Regions from separate parts of the Mus musculus genome. Here region 1 is linked to region 2. The links are chromatin contacts, called in public HiChIP or PLAC-seq maps. All regions are on one chromosome and are shown on one strand. The core of a region is the stretch at or near the end of the contact, and the rest is flanking DNA. Distances in the headings are between cores, read along the strand shown.

What was found. HiChIP or PLAC-seq counts read pairs in DNA pulled down with a chosen protein or histone mark.
Region 1: a contact with region 2 is called in an H3K4me3 HiChIP or PLAC-seq map of craniofacial prominence, with 5 times the contacts expected there. The contact joins the enhancer-like site here to the promoter of Trabd2b in region 2. A contact is called at or near these places in 2 of 39 promoter capture datasets (the C10 cell line and hippocampal neurons), 1 of 15 datasets of contacts at CTCF or cohesin (the NIH/3T3 cell line), 2 of 484 Hi-C or Micro-C datasets (both in nephron progenitors) and 6 of 115 datasets of contacts at active chromatin or transcription factors (craniofacial prominence, embryonic limb bud, embryonic stem cells and 2 more).

The regions. Positions count from the first base shown.
Region 1 is chr4:114,562,994-114,569,573 of GRCm38.p6, reverse strand. All of the region lies in intron 2 of Trabd2b (TraB domain containing 2B), which reads right to left. Among named protein-coding and RNA genes, the nearest start is that of Gm12829, 110 kb to the left of the region's middle. Within about 2 kb of position 1,758, at least 12 of the 459 cell types and tissues checked have an H3K27ac peak or open chromatin away from gene starts, as enhancers often do. A contact at or near this core is called in craniofacial prominence and embryonic limb bud, where this site is marked.
Region 2 is chr4:114,403,370-114,409,381 of GRCm38.p6, reverse strand. Trabd2b (TraB domain containing 2B) reads right to left here and starts at 2,658. Exons shown (of 7, transcript NM_001085549.1): 1 at 2,463-2,658; 2 at 1-489. The coding sequence starts at 2,564.

The DNA of each region.
Region 1 (6,580 bases), core at 509-3,008, 160 kb before region 2:
GGTTCCCTTCTGTTCTCTGAGGCCCAAGCTGTTCCCCCTATAGCCCACCATAGAACTCTGGGGTTCTTCACCTGTCCTTCAAGCTGAATCACCCATGTGAGCAGAGTGGTGCTTGCTGGGCAGGGAGGCTGGTAAGCAATGAACTCTAGGAAGGAGTCTGTGGGGACTCTGTCTTGTGGAGGGAAGGACATCTCCTTTGTTTTCAGCAAGGCAGGTTAAGAGAAACTTGGCACCCAGGATCTGGTGCTGCAGACCAGACTAGCAGAGGAAGTGAGGTGTGGCGGTAGCTCTTGGCTCTGGGGTCCTATTCCAGGACTTGATATCCTTGGCTATGATAGCAACCCTTTCATGAATCAACAGACCATGGTTCCTGGCATGCTGTGTCCTTTTGATGGGTGAATGGTATTACTGGCCTCATTTCATATACAGAGAGCCTAAGGCTCAAGAAAGGAGGCAACAGTCTCACCCATGTTCTCTGAGCTGGATCCCCGAGGAGCACTGTGGCTCTTCTCCCTGAACCCACTGCATTCTCCATGATGCTCATCCTGTTGTCCACCTGTTCCCAGAGGCCATGACCTCTGAGCCTCTAAACCCAGTACACTGCACACGAGGAAAAGAAAAGAAGATGCTCTATAAAGTCCCAGGAAAGCATCTAGACAAGCCTCTCCCAATTACAAAGCTGGGCGCAAGTTCAAGGAATGGAGCTGAAGAGAGCCAGTTGGCTGCCTTGTGACAAGCTAGTGAGGGATGGGAACCAGAGCCCATAGGGGCTTCCTGACACAGCCGAGCTGAGAAGGAGCATGGGGTGGAGAGGGAAGTGTGTGTGTCCAGGCTAGAAACTATGGGCGTGCAGTCTTTTGAGATATGGCAGAATAGAAGCAGAAGGGTGGGCCTCAGGAGAGGGCTTGCCCATCTTCCCTGCAGAGCGGCCACGGATGGAGACAAGTCATGAGTGAGTGATACAGGGAGAACCCAGCTTCCCTGGGAGGTGATGGGTTGGGAAGCCACCATCCCCACCATCTCCATTCTTGTTCTTAAGCAGCTGCATCCACAGACTCCAAGCCTGCTACATGGATCTGCTTCAGCCTCAGACCTGCCCTGCTGACACAGCTGCCTGGACATCAAAAGGCAAGACTCCACATTCATTTGCAAAATCAGTATGGAATTCCTAGAGGGCTCCTCTAATTCCTCTGGTCTGACCACACAGCAATTATCCATTTACAGAGGAGGGGGGAATGGCCTCCCAGGTTCACCAGCTGTGTGGAGGGAGACCTCTGCTCTCCTTGGCCTTGAGCAATAGCTGGGGAGGGCTGCACTGGAGTGGACACCTGTTAGGGGGCTCAGTGTGGGAGGACCTGGCTGTGATCACATAGAACAGACAGAAATGGTAACAGCCTCCCTGCTTGCCTGCTTAGCCACCATTGCCAAGTGCTTCTGATACAAAGAAAGGGCTCTGATGGGCTTCAGACCTGGCCGTGCTTATAGACCATGGAAACCTTGCTCTGGATCTTTCTGTGTGGGGGACAGGCCTTGCTGCTCTCTGGGCCTCAGCTTACCTATCTGTCAGGTGTGTGTGTGTGTAAGTAACATTAATCCTGCCTGTTTGAGGTGAGCATTTTAATAACCTTATCAAGTACTTATTCCTTCCTTAGGACAGGGACACACACAGAACACTTGCTTCGTATTAGCTGGGGTGGTCTCCAAAGGCTATGCTGCAGGAGTACAGAGGAGGGGCCAGAGTGCAAGCAAACGTGGACAGGGTTCCTGGGTAGGCTGTGCTGGTTGCTTGATTGACAGACCAAATCATTTCCAGGTGTGGGGTGGCATAAGGGGAGGACTTGGAGCGATCAAGCAACACTTGTTAAGGCCAGTGTCAAGGAGTGGACGTTATGCCATTAGAGTCCTGCAAAGGTACAGAGACCAAAACCAGAGACTCTCAAAGATAGCGACGGTAGCAAGCACACTATGAAAGCATGTGTTTGCCATACGGCAGGGAAAAGGAAGGAAGTTGCAGGTGATGCTGATGAACATGGGAGGTGCTTTGTGGTTCCTCTTAGGGCTGACACAGGACGGGAAAGGAGACTGGGTGGACCCCACAGCTCCACAGCCATGTCAATAGCTGCCCTGGGCTGGAGAGCAGCCTCAAGGCTGGTGGAGGAGAACACAGGGTGAACCTGGTGCTGGAGGGTCGGGGTGGGGAGGGGCAGGATCCAGACCTCTGGCTTTTCTGGTAGAAAGTAAAGGTAACTGAATTGATGGAACAAGAAGGATCAGCCAGGTTTTGGATTTAGAAGCCCACTTTTGGAGTGCCTGCAAGACAGCTTAGAGGTCACCCTGGTGAGCAGCAGGCAGTTTCAGCTCTGGGGCCGAGAAAGGCTAGGAACTCCTGCCATTGCCCAGGCCTTGGAAATGTGGAGGGAGATTGAAAGCAGGCAAGAACCATGCTCTCTCCTGGGGCTTCGAGGCTCCCTCATGGCCCAGCACTGATCCCACAGTCTGTGGATGAGCTCTCATCTCCCACCCCCTTTACTTTAAAACCCACCCCGGGCAGCAGCCAGACAGGAGAAGGGCAGCTCACAGTGGAAGGGAAGACAGAAGGCTCTGTGATGCTGCATGAGACCCTTCGTGCTGCCAGTCATGGAGGATACAGCCTTCCCAGAAAACATCAAAGGAGAAAGAAGCTGCACAGAACCTCAGGAAACAGCAAAGCAGTTCCAACCTCTGGTTTTAGTCTGTTTGAAAGCACAGAACATAGCACCTAGCAACAGATGGGAGTGTTGGACACTAGAAATAGGTGATAGAGGACCCTCGGCTGGCCTCTTCACAATGCAGAGGCCACGGAGGTCCAGAGTAGACAAGAAGATACCCAAAGCTAAGGCCATACAGCCAGCCAGAGGATGCAGATAAATTCAGGGGTGGGGCAACTGTCTGCTTGGCTTGCTCTTACCAAGTCTCCGTGGCCCCCTATCCCCTCCTACCCTCTACTACAGATAGACCATAAGATGGAAGAATGCCAGATGGAATCCCAAGCCTCAGACTTGAGGCCAGAACACAGAAACTATAAACTCACTCAGGATGAGCAAAGCTCTGAATGGATCAGATAAGAGCGCATCAGCCTCCTTGCTGCAGGGATCTCACTAGGAGGGTGGACTAAATGTGCAATGAGGAGGATGGAACGTCCCACATAAAGGGCAGATTTTAAGGGCTCAAGTGCTTTCAGGCTTCATCACAGGTGGGCAGGATGTCTATCCCCTATCCCTAGCCTTTTAGCTCCTGGCCAGAATCTTCTTCTAGCCTCAGGTCTATGCTGGCTTTTTATGACCCTGCCTTAATCTTTCTCTGGGGCTCTGGACTTGTTGGTCTCAGCCTATTCCCAACCTATACCTTCCTTCTGCAGTCTCCTAGACCCTAGCTCCAGTCTGTGATTCCCTTTTCTGGGTTCTTGTGACCAGAAGGGTCAGACACATGCCAAAGTGTTGGTCTGCCCTGGGATTAGATATCATTCAGAGATCTTATTTCTCATCCTTGCATATGTGCAAGGGAAAGGCAGAGATCAAGAGACAAGATAGAAATCACACTATTCTAGCCACAGAGAGATTCGTGGTCAACCATATGGCTTATGACCTGAGCTCCCTTGTTCAGGAGTCCTGAAGACATAGACTGATTGACTTTGTCCTGCTGACTTAGTCCTGCTCAAACCAATACCAAGTGGCCTCTCTACCTCTCTCCATCATCTGGTCTTGGAAGAGCTGGCCGGAACCTGTGACCTGCCTCTGTGTGTGTGTCCTCAGGCTCATCTGTGCACTCGTTTCTATTGTTTCTCCATGGCAACACTGTACATCACAACCTCAGGCTGCATCTGGTACTCTGAGCACCCCTAGCTGATGGGCCATCGGTGGATGCTGTGAACCGTGAACACCACAAATGGGAGCACACCGCTGCTCTAGAAACAATGACAAACTGCTTCCATGCCATCTCTCCATGATCCTTAAGGCCCTGCTTCTGTCCCTTGGTTTCCCTTGCCCCAGTCTCCTGAGCCCTGCCTGCATTTTTAACTAACTTGTTTACAGCTTTGTTTCTCAGTGTGCTACTTCCGTCACACTTTAGGGTCTTTGCACATGATGGTCTGCATACACCTTTCCCATCATGCCTCTGTTTTGCCATAGAAACTTTTAACATTCCAGCTACAATTTAAGTACCATCTCTTGAAAAGAGATTCCTTCCCTGGCTTTGTAGATCAGCTCAGGGGTCTCCTTTCAAGCCCTCTTACTTCCTTTCCTCTTTCTTTTGAGCACTGATAAAGTCTTCACCCACACATGAGGTCTTGCTGTAGTGTTATCAACTACCAACAATTGTTCTGTACCAGGCACAAATTTCTATACCAGTTTTCGTATATACATGTGCTAACAATCATGAGATAGTTTTCATCATTACTCCTTTTTTTTTTACCGGGGTGGGGGTACAGGAAACACAGAAGGAAACTGACTTGCCTAAGGTCATACAGCACATGGCAGATGAATGAAGAATATCTGAGGATTTTTATCATGTGCTAACCTGGTCCTACCACCTTGTTTTGCAACTATGACAAGAGTAGAGAACCAAATTCCCCTTACTCATTCTTACATCCCTGGTACTTAGGACACAGCTGTGACACCCTGAGGGCACCCACCTGTGTTAGGCACAGCCCTCAGCCCTGGCTCAAAACCAGTAAGTGTACTGTAGAAGGGAATGGGTGTGTGCTGAGAACCCAGAGGTGGAGCCTCACTGTGGTTGAGGGGCTCAGAACCAGAGGGACTCAGGAATGGGTCAGGGTTCTCAGTGTGGGACTTCTTTCCCAAGGGCACACCCCTCCCCACCTGTGGCCCCTGCCACATGACTGTCAGCTCAGTGACAAGAAGCCTGCCTTTTATGGCCCTGCCAGCACAGCAGTGGATGGCTGAGAAAGAGGTTCTTCCTCCAAGGAGGTCCCATGCCCTGAAGAAGTCCACCTTCTTCTGGGCTGCTTCTGAGCCTGGCAGCTTCTCTCCCAGTCTTTCCTAATACCGCTTTCCTCACCATGTTCTTGGCACCCAGGCCCGGCAGGCCTCAGTCACCCTTGTGGGCTGTTGGCTCAGGATCATGTCAGCTAGCCTAGGAGGCTTCCAGACCAGCAGCCCCAGCCCCCACTTTGAAGGGGATCAGGTTCCCCCACAAACATAATTGAACAAAAATATGAGAGAGAAGAGGTCTTTGTTCTCCCATTTACAGCGTCAGAAAATATGTAACAAATTAGCCGTTTATGAGGTAAGAGACTAGCTCTGTGTGCAGGCCGTGTGGCCTCAGCAGGCACAAGGGGCCTTTGAGCTGCTGCATGGGGGGCAAGGCAGAGGGAAGGAGGGCTTGCAGGACTTCAGGGCAGGCACAGGAGGCCAGTGACCATCTAGGACTCTGGGGAGCTTGCAAAAGGAAGCAGGGAGCCAGGCAGAGTCAAAGAAGGGATCCTGAGCCTGTGGAGAAAGCAGCTGCTCCAGGCCAGTCTCCAACAGGGCCAGTGCCCTTAGCATCCAGCAGGCTGCTGGGGTCTCAGTGGCTGCCCTGTTGGCTGCTCCGAACCTTAAGAATGGGCAGATGCCTCTGATATTGCTGGCGATTTCTCTCCATAGGCTTTCAATTCTCTTCCATGGATCAAAGAGGAATGCCAGTTGAAGCAGCAAATATTCAGCAATGCTAGGAAGGGAGGTGGGGTGGGGGTGGGGATGAGGAAGATCAGGGAGGGCTGTGCCTCTCCTTAGCTTTGTCCTGGCTTTCATTTCTTTCATTTCATAGTGGATGTCTAGAACTATGCATGGTTATCTAGTCGTATCTAGTCCTAAGTGTAGGGATTCACATCTTAGCTTGACTCATTGGGGTCAATGCAGGCTAGCATTCACATTCACTGTCTTTGACTCTCTTAGGATTTAGAGCAGTGGTTTTCAACCTGTGGGTCATGACTATTTATGAGGTAAATGGTCTCCTCCCACGCCCAGGGCTCACATATCAGATACCTTGTATATCAGATACTTACCATTTATAACAGTAGCAACATTACAGTTACTAAGTAGCAATGAGGAACTATATTAAAGGGTTACAGCATTAGGAAGCTTGAGAACTGCTGATTTTAGAGTCTTCTCCCTTGTCCTCCTTTCTTCATCCTTCTCTTCTTTTTGTTCTCCTTTTCTTTCTGATTTTTGACACGGTCACACTATGTGGTCTCAAATCCATGATCTTTCTGCCTCAGCCACCCCACTCATGGGATCACAGGTGTGTACACCACACCAGGCTCCTGATTTAGTTTTTGATTCTGTTAGACCATGTGCTCTAAGGCCTGCCTTTTTCATTCCTGTTGCCTATGGTCAGGATTCCCCTTGCTGCCAGCCTGGCCATGCATCATGGGAACACATGTTCAGACACCTCCTACGATCCATCTATGGGACTACCTATTCTCTTTACTCACCACAAGGTCCCTGCTAAGTCAAGAGCTGGGCCCTGGCTGGGTACCATTGCTCTGGGCCTTTGAGAGGAGGTACTGGAGAGTATGGGTCCATGCCAGTCCAGTAAGAAA
Region 2 (6,012 bases), core at 1,409-3,908:
CATCTTCTCAGCCTGCTGGGCCAGGTAGAGGTCCAGCACAGGCACACCTCGGGAGCGCACATCTGTCTCCGTGAGGGAGTTCACCATGAGCATCACCCACACGGGCCTCTTGCGCTCCCAGTTACCAGCAATGGCATTGAACAGGTAGTCAGCATACAGCCCCTTGCCGCGCTGTGCTGGCGTCATCCAGGAGGGGATCATCAGCTTCACATAGTCCAGGTGGCGCTTCAGGCGCCAGTAGAGCTCCCTTGGCAGCACGTCCTGCAGGTTCTCCCCATGGGGCAGCAGCTGGCAACTGGCCAGGGCTGAGATGGTATAGGGATCTGTCAGATCCAACTCAAAGTAGACGTGAGTGCTGGCCTGGAAGGCTGCTTTGGAATTATCAGGGATGAAGTCCCAGACTCGGGTATAGGGAACGTGGATGGTGCCAAACAAGTAGGCTGGAGGATGGCGCCGAATAGTCCACAGGAAGGAGTTCAGGTCCCTCTGCTACATGGAGAGAGAAGAAGAGAGGCAGATCAGTGAGGCCAAAGGCAGCAGGGCAGAGCCAGGGTTGGCACTGAGAGATTGCAGGGGTAGATGGGGCCAGAAGGCAGAGGCCCGCTGGCAAGGGCTTTCCAAGCTAAAAGTTCCACATTCAAATGCTGGCTTTGTCCTTTCTTAGTTGGATAATTTGTAGTATATCATTCTACTTCCCAGACTCAGTTTCCTCTTCTGCAAAATGGGGGTGAGAATGGGAGTTATTGGTAGGAGTGAAAAACAGAACATACATATCTGAAGCCCTCAGAGTGGTGCCAGGCACGGAGGAAGTGGGCAACGAAAGGAGGCTCTCTTTATGACTAGCTTTCACTGTGAAAGCCAAGGGCTGCCACACCACCTGAGAACATTCATGCTTGGCCAAGCCAAACCTTCACCAGGGTGTTTCATGTGTAGGGTGGGGGGGGGGGGACCAAGAGTCCTGCTCTGGCAAGAAAAGAGGAAGTCATATAACTTTTAAATACAGCCATTAGAAGACACATGCCAAGAGTACTCTGAAAGCAGAACACCTATTAAAAATAGCACACCTATTTCAGCAGCTCCTTCCCGTTCATCGGGTGGGTAAGGCTTTCTTCTTGGAGGGCAGGTCACGGGTGTTAGCTACTTTGCTCCACTCACTGAGACCATAGGTGAGAAAGGGTTTTAAAATCTTGCAAAGCCAAAGCAAGTCTCAGTTGCTGGTGTGGGAGGAGAGGATTTCATAGAATTAACCCCAGGAAGCATACATATTCTGGGTGCTTTCTAAACTCCCCCCACCAAAAAGGTGAGCCTAGCTCTCCATTTCCAAGTCTGTCTTTGTCTGTGACCTAGGCACACACTATGGTTGTTTTTTCCAGTATCAATTAGGATTTGGAAAGAAACAGGAGTAGGGGACTATCTCCCAAGCAAAGTCAGTTTCCATCTAGAAAAGTCCCTGGAGTGACCACTGACCACTTAACAAACTTTAGGTCAACTCATAACATATTCCTCCCTGATTCTGGCACAAATGAAAAGTATTTATTGTGGGTGGTGGACACAGAACCATAGTTTACCAACAAACCTTACAAATGTGAATGCACAATAGACAGTGCCTACCAGCTATCCAGCTGGTTTCTTGCACAAGGCAGACTGCTAGCTGTGCACCTTGCCCAAGGCCAACCTATGCCCTGCTAATAGGGTAGCACAGGAAGATCCTGCAACAGTATTCTCGTCTCCTGGCATCTAGTTCAGGATGATTGCCAACGCATTAATCTATATTTGAAGATAAGGGCATTGCAGGAAAAAATATCAAGAGATGCCGGGTTTGGAGAGGAAAGTTGGGAGAAGCAATAATTACTTGGTGCCCTTAGGAAAATATTAGACAAGCAAGTTCATCCTGTCATTTCCGTTTCTCTCCTATGATATCTTACCCTTTTCAGGAAACAGGGGCATTTGGGACAATCGGTACTGGGTAGGGTCTGGGGTACAGAGGGAGAGGAGTGAGAATGAGCACCAGGGTTGGAGGATCCAGCCTTAGGTCAGAAAAAGGGTCAAGGAGAGGGAGGGATGCCTGGCCTGGGGCACTGTGTGAATGAAACAGCAAAAGGGTTGGAAGTCAGGGTGTAGAAAAGGGTACTAGGTGTTGGGAAGATGAAGTCAGAAGAAGGCAACCAAAGGGTAAAGGTAGGATAAAAGACAGGAGAGTTAGAAGCGGACACAGAGAGGGGATCCATCCAACCAAGACCAAAAGTCTAGGGGAAACTGTCCGCGAGTGGAGAAGGAACCATCTGGGCTGGGCTCAGACTTGGAGTCCGGGAGGACAGATGCTAGGGAAGGGAGCCCAGGCTGTGCCCAGAGGGCGGAGGTGGAGCGAGTGGGCTGAATGGAGAAGGCTGGTCCCAAACCCTGGCCCCTCAGGCTGGAGTGTCCAGGCAGGCGGGAGAGTGGCAGGGCTGGTGCTCGCTCACCGATCCAGGCGGCCGGCACTGTCCTCCGTCGGGGGGTTGCGGACGGGCGCGGGCGGTGGCAAGGAGGGCGGCTAGCAGCGGCCCCGCCAGGGCGGCGTGCATCCTGCCGGGGCCCGCGGGACGCGGGGGTCCCTCTTGGGCAGCGCCCCCTCAGCAGGGCGGGGAGCCCCCAGCTGGGCACCGAGGATCTTCTGGAGCACAGGGCTCCAGGCGCGAGATGCTGGGAGCCCGCTGGGGCGTGGCTGGATGTCCCTGTCGGACCTGGGGGTCTCTCTGGGGCGGGGCTCCGGTCTGTTGGAAGAGGGGGATCCTCTGGGGCGGGGCCCCTCACCAGGGCGCGCAGCCGGGTTGGCCGAGCCCCGGAATTCTGAGAGCGCGCAGGGGTCCTAGAGCGCGTGGGGGTCCCGGAGCCGCGTCAGGGTCCAGGGGTACGCGGGGCTCCTGGGGCAGTCCTGAGATTCCAGGGTGAGCGGGGGAACTCGGGTTATGCTGGGCACCCGGGGCGCGCAAGGGTCCCAGGGGTGCGCGGCGCTCCAGGGGGCGCGCAGTGGGACAAGTGCGGCAGAGGGCGCGGCGGGGCGGGGGTCTGCTCTGAGGTGCCGGGCTGCCCCCGAGCCCGGCTCAGAGGGGCGGCGGGCGGCCGCGCGGCCGCTGCCCGGGCTCCGCCATGCTGCTCCGCGGCCGGGAGGGAGGGAGAGAGGAGGGCGGGAGAGCGGCGCGGAGCCGGGCCGGGCGGGGGGCTGGGGCCGCCGGGCGGGGGAGGGGAGGACCCGGCGCGGGAGGCGGGGGGCCGGGGCCGCGGCGGGCCGGGCCGGGCCGGGCCGCAGGGAGTCGGAGCGAGCTCGGCGCCCGGGCGCGGCGAGGCGGGGTCTGCCGGGCATGGCAGGCGCTCGCTGGCTCCGCGCTCGCTCTCTCGCTCGTTCCCTCGCACGCGCGCGGAGGGAGGCGAAGCCCGCAGCAGCCACTTCCCAACTTTCCAAACTTCCCAGCGCAACTTTTTCCTCTCCTCCCCTGCCTGCGCCTCCTCCCTCCTCCCTCTCCTTTCCTCTCCTCTCTCCAGCTCTGCGCCGGGATGTAGCTCCTGAGCGCTACCGCCAGAGGGCGTCTGGCTCAGTGGACCTTGGGTTAAGGTGGAAGTCCAATGGTCAGGCTGAGACAAATTTGGGAACATGGGCCAGTTTCTCAGAGCACATCTGCGAGGCCTGGCGAGAGTAAGCAGTTAACAGGACAGGATTTGTGTAGGCACTTCGAGGTATATCGGAGAATGAGATGGTCACTGGAGATCCAGAAAACGTGGTATTTGCTTACAACGTTTTGTCATGCTGCTGTGCCTAACACCACCACATGTGTTCCTAGGCACTCTGCAAAGACCCACTACATTAAATTAAAACATGTCTAAAGAACATAAAACAATTAGAATTCCTTGGAAGCTCCATTCAGTCAGTCATTCTCCTGTCTGTTTCTCTGGGTGTACACACACACACACACACACACACACACACACACCGCTGTTGTTAAACAAGATTTGCTAAGACTCTATCCTGATATTGGAGGTTAAAGATAAATTGTGTGATATTATCAGAAGTCTATAGCTGACAGACATGATGAGATATGCAAGTAGACAATTAAAATACAATCATAGCAGAAGACCAAGAAAAGGCAGGCAGAGGAAGGGTTCCTGAGGCAGGCTCAATGGACCTCAGGCTAAGAGGTGGAAGTCAGGCTGAGACAAATTTGGGGATATGGGTGAGTTTCTCAGAGCAGATCTGCGAGGCCTAGTGAGCATAAGCAGTCAGCAGGACAGGCTATGGGTAGGCACTTTGAGGTATATCAGAGGTGCCCTGGAGTCAGGGCAAAGCCCTAGGAGATGATCTTTAAGATCTTTAAATCAGCAGTAGCTAATAGAAGGGAGTGAAGTGGCCGGGTGTGGTGGCGCATGCCTTTAATCCCAGCAGCACTCAGGAGGCAGAGGGCAGCCTGGTCTACAAAGTGAGTTCCAGGACAGCCAGGGCTATACAGTGAAACCCTGTCTTGAAAAAAGAAGAAGAAGAAGAAGAAGAAGAAGAAGAAGAAGAAGAAGAAGGAGGAGGAGGAGGAGGAGGAGGAGGAGGAGGAGGAGGAGGAGGAGGAGGGAGTGAAGCAGATGGATCACCTGCTGCCAAGGTATAAAAGTGGGATAAAAGGGCCTTCAAGGGACTGCCTACAGAAAGCAGATGGCCAGAACCTGTGTCATCATGCCAGGCCTGAGAGCATGCCTTTGTATGTATACAGTCATGGGAAGATACTCCAAGATTCAAATTTGCAAGTGGCTAGGTTATATCTTTACTTACAGGGCTCATGATTGAGGGAACAAAGTAGAGGCAGAGTGGCCAGTGGAAGCCAAGGCCTGATCCTAGGCCTTTTGGCTCCCAGCTAAGGGCCCTCCTCCCCTCTCTCCACTCCTGCCTCGGTTGCACATGGAACCACTAGAGAAAGGAAGGCTCAAAGTGTGAGTGAAGCAGAATGACTTGCCTCTCCGAGCCTAGAATGCGAGCAACTAAGAACTGGACTAAAAGTGAAGGATGTAAGCACCAGAGGTGGCTGTGAAATTTCCACTTTTTTCTTTGCAATTGCCTACAGTTCAAACTGCTAGATATCAGGAGCAACTTGTTCTGCTCAGCCTCTTATCCCACATACCTGCTTGGTGACAGATGCTAAGCAAACCAGAGTGCCCAGAAAACAGGACACCAGGGCATAATGTAGTAGCTCTGTCTCTCACACACAGAGTTCTGAGATCTGCAGTCATAACAAAGAGAGGTTCTTGAGAGATACTGCCCTGACTCAGCCCCTTTCCCCCTAAAGCCACCCATCTGCTTCGAAAGAGCAGTGAGTTGGTTAGAGTGAGAGTCTGCTTCCACAGAGAGATAGGAACATGGTCTTCACTGGGGAATTAGAAGATGGCAGATAGGGAGTACAAAACCGACCAGATCAAACTTAAAGTGATGGTATGTGTGACTATGAGTTAGTAGTTTTTCATACCTTCCCCCTGTATTTCAAATAAAAGTTCTCTCAGATCGTGTCTTTTCCCCTAAAATGATAAAGGTTTTGGCGGCTAATTGTCAGAGGTAACTGCTGTAACTTCCTCCTTTACTATGTCATGTAGGGCAGTCAGCAAGCGTAGACCACAGCCTCTTGGAGTCTGTTTTTCTCCAGACCTCTTCCTGGCTTCACTGTTTTTCAGTGACTCGATGTGTGTGATACTGCCTTAGGCACTGACACTGTTAATGAGACCTGAGAGCAAATAAATGTGTCAATCCAAGGGAAATGAAAGCATACATCAACACAAATCTCTATGCATTCATGTGTTCTTCACAATAGCCAGAGTGTAGAAACAACCCAACTAACTGTCCATCAGCTAGAGAGTGAGTGAGTGGGAAGCCAACCATGGTGTGTCAACACATCAGACTATACACTTGGAGGACATACATTTTTTTAAAAGAGTCATATTCAAGATAAAATATTATTTGACTTCAAAAAGCACTGCAGTGAGCATATGTACAGAGGCAAAAAG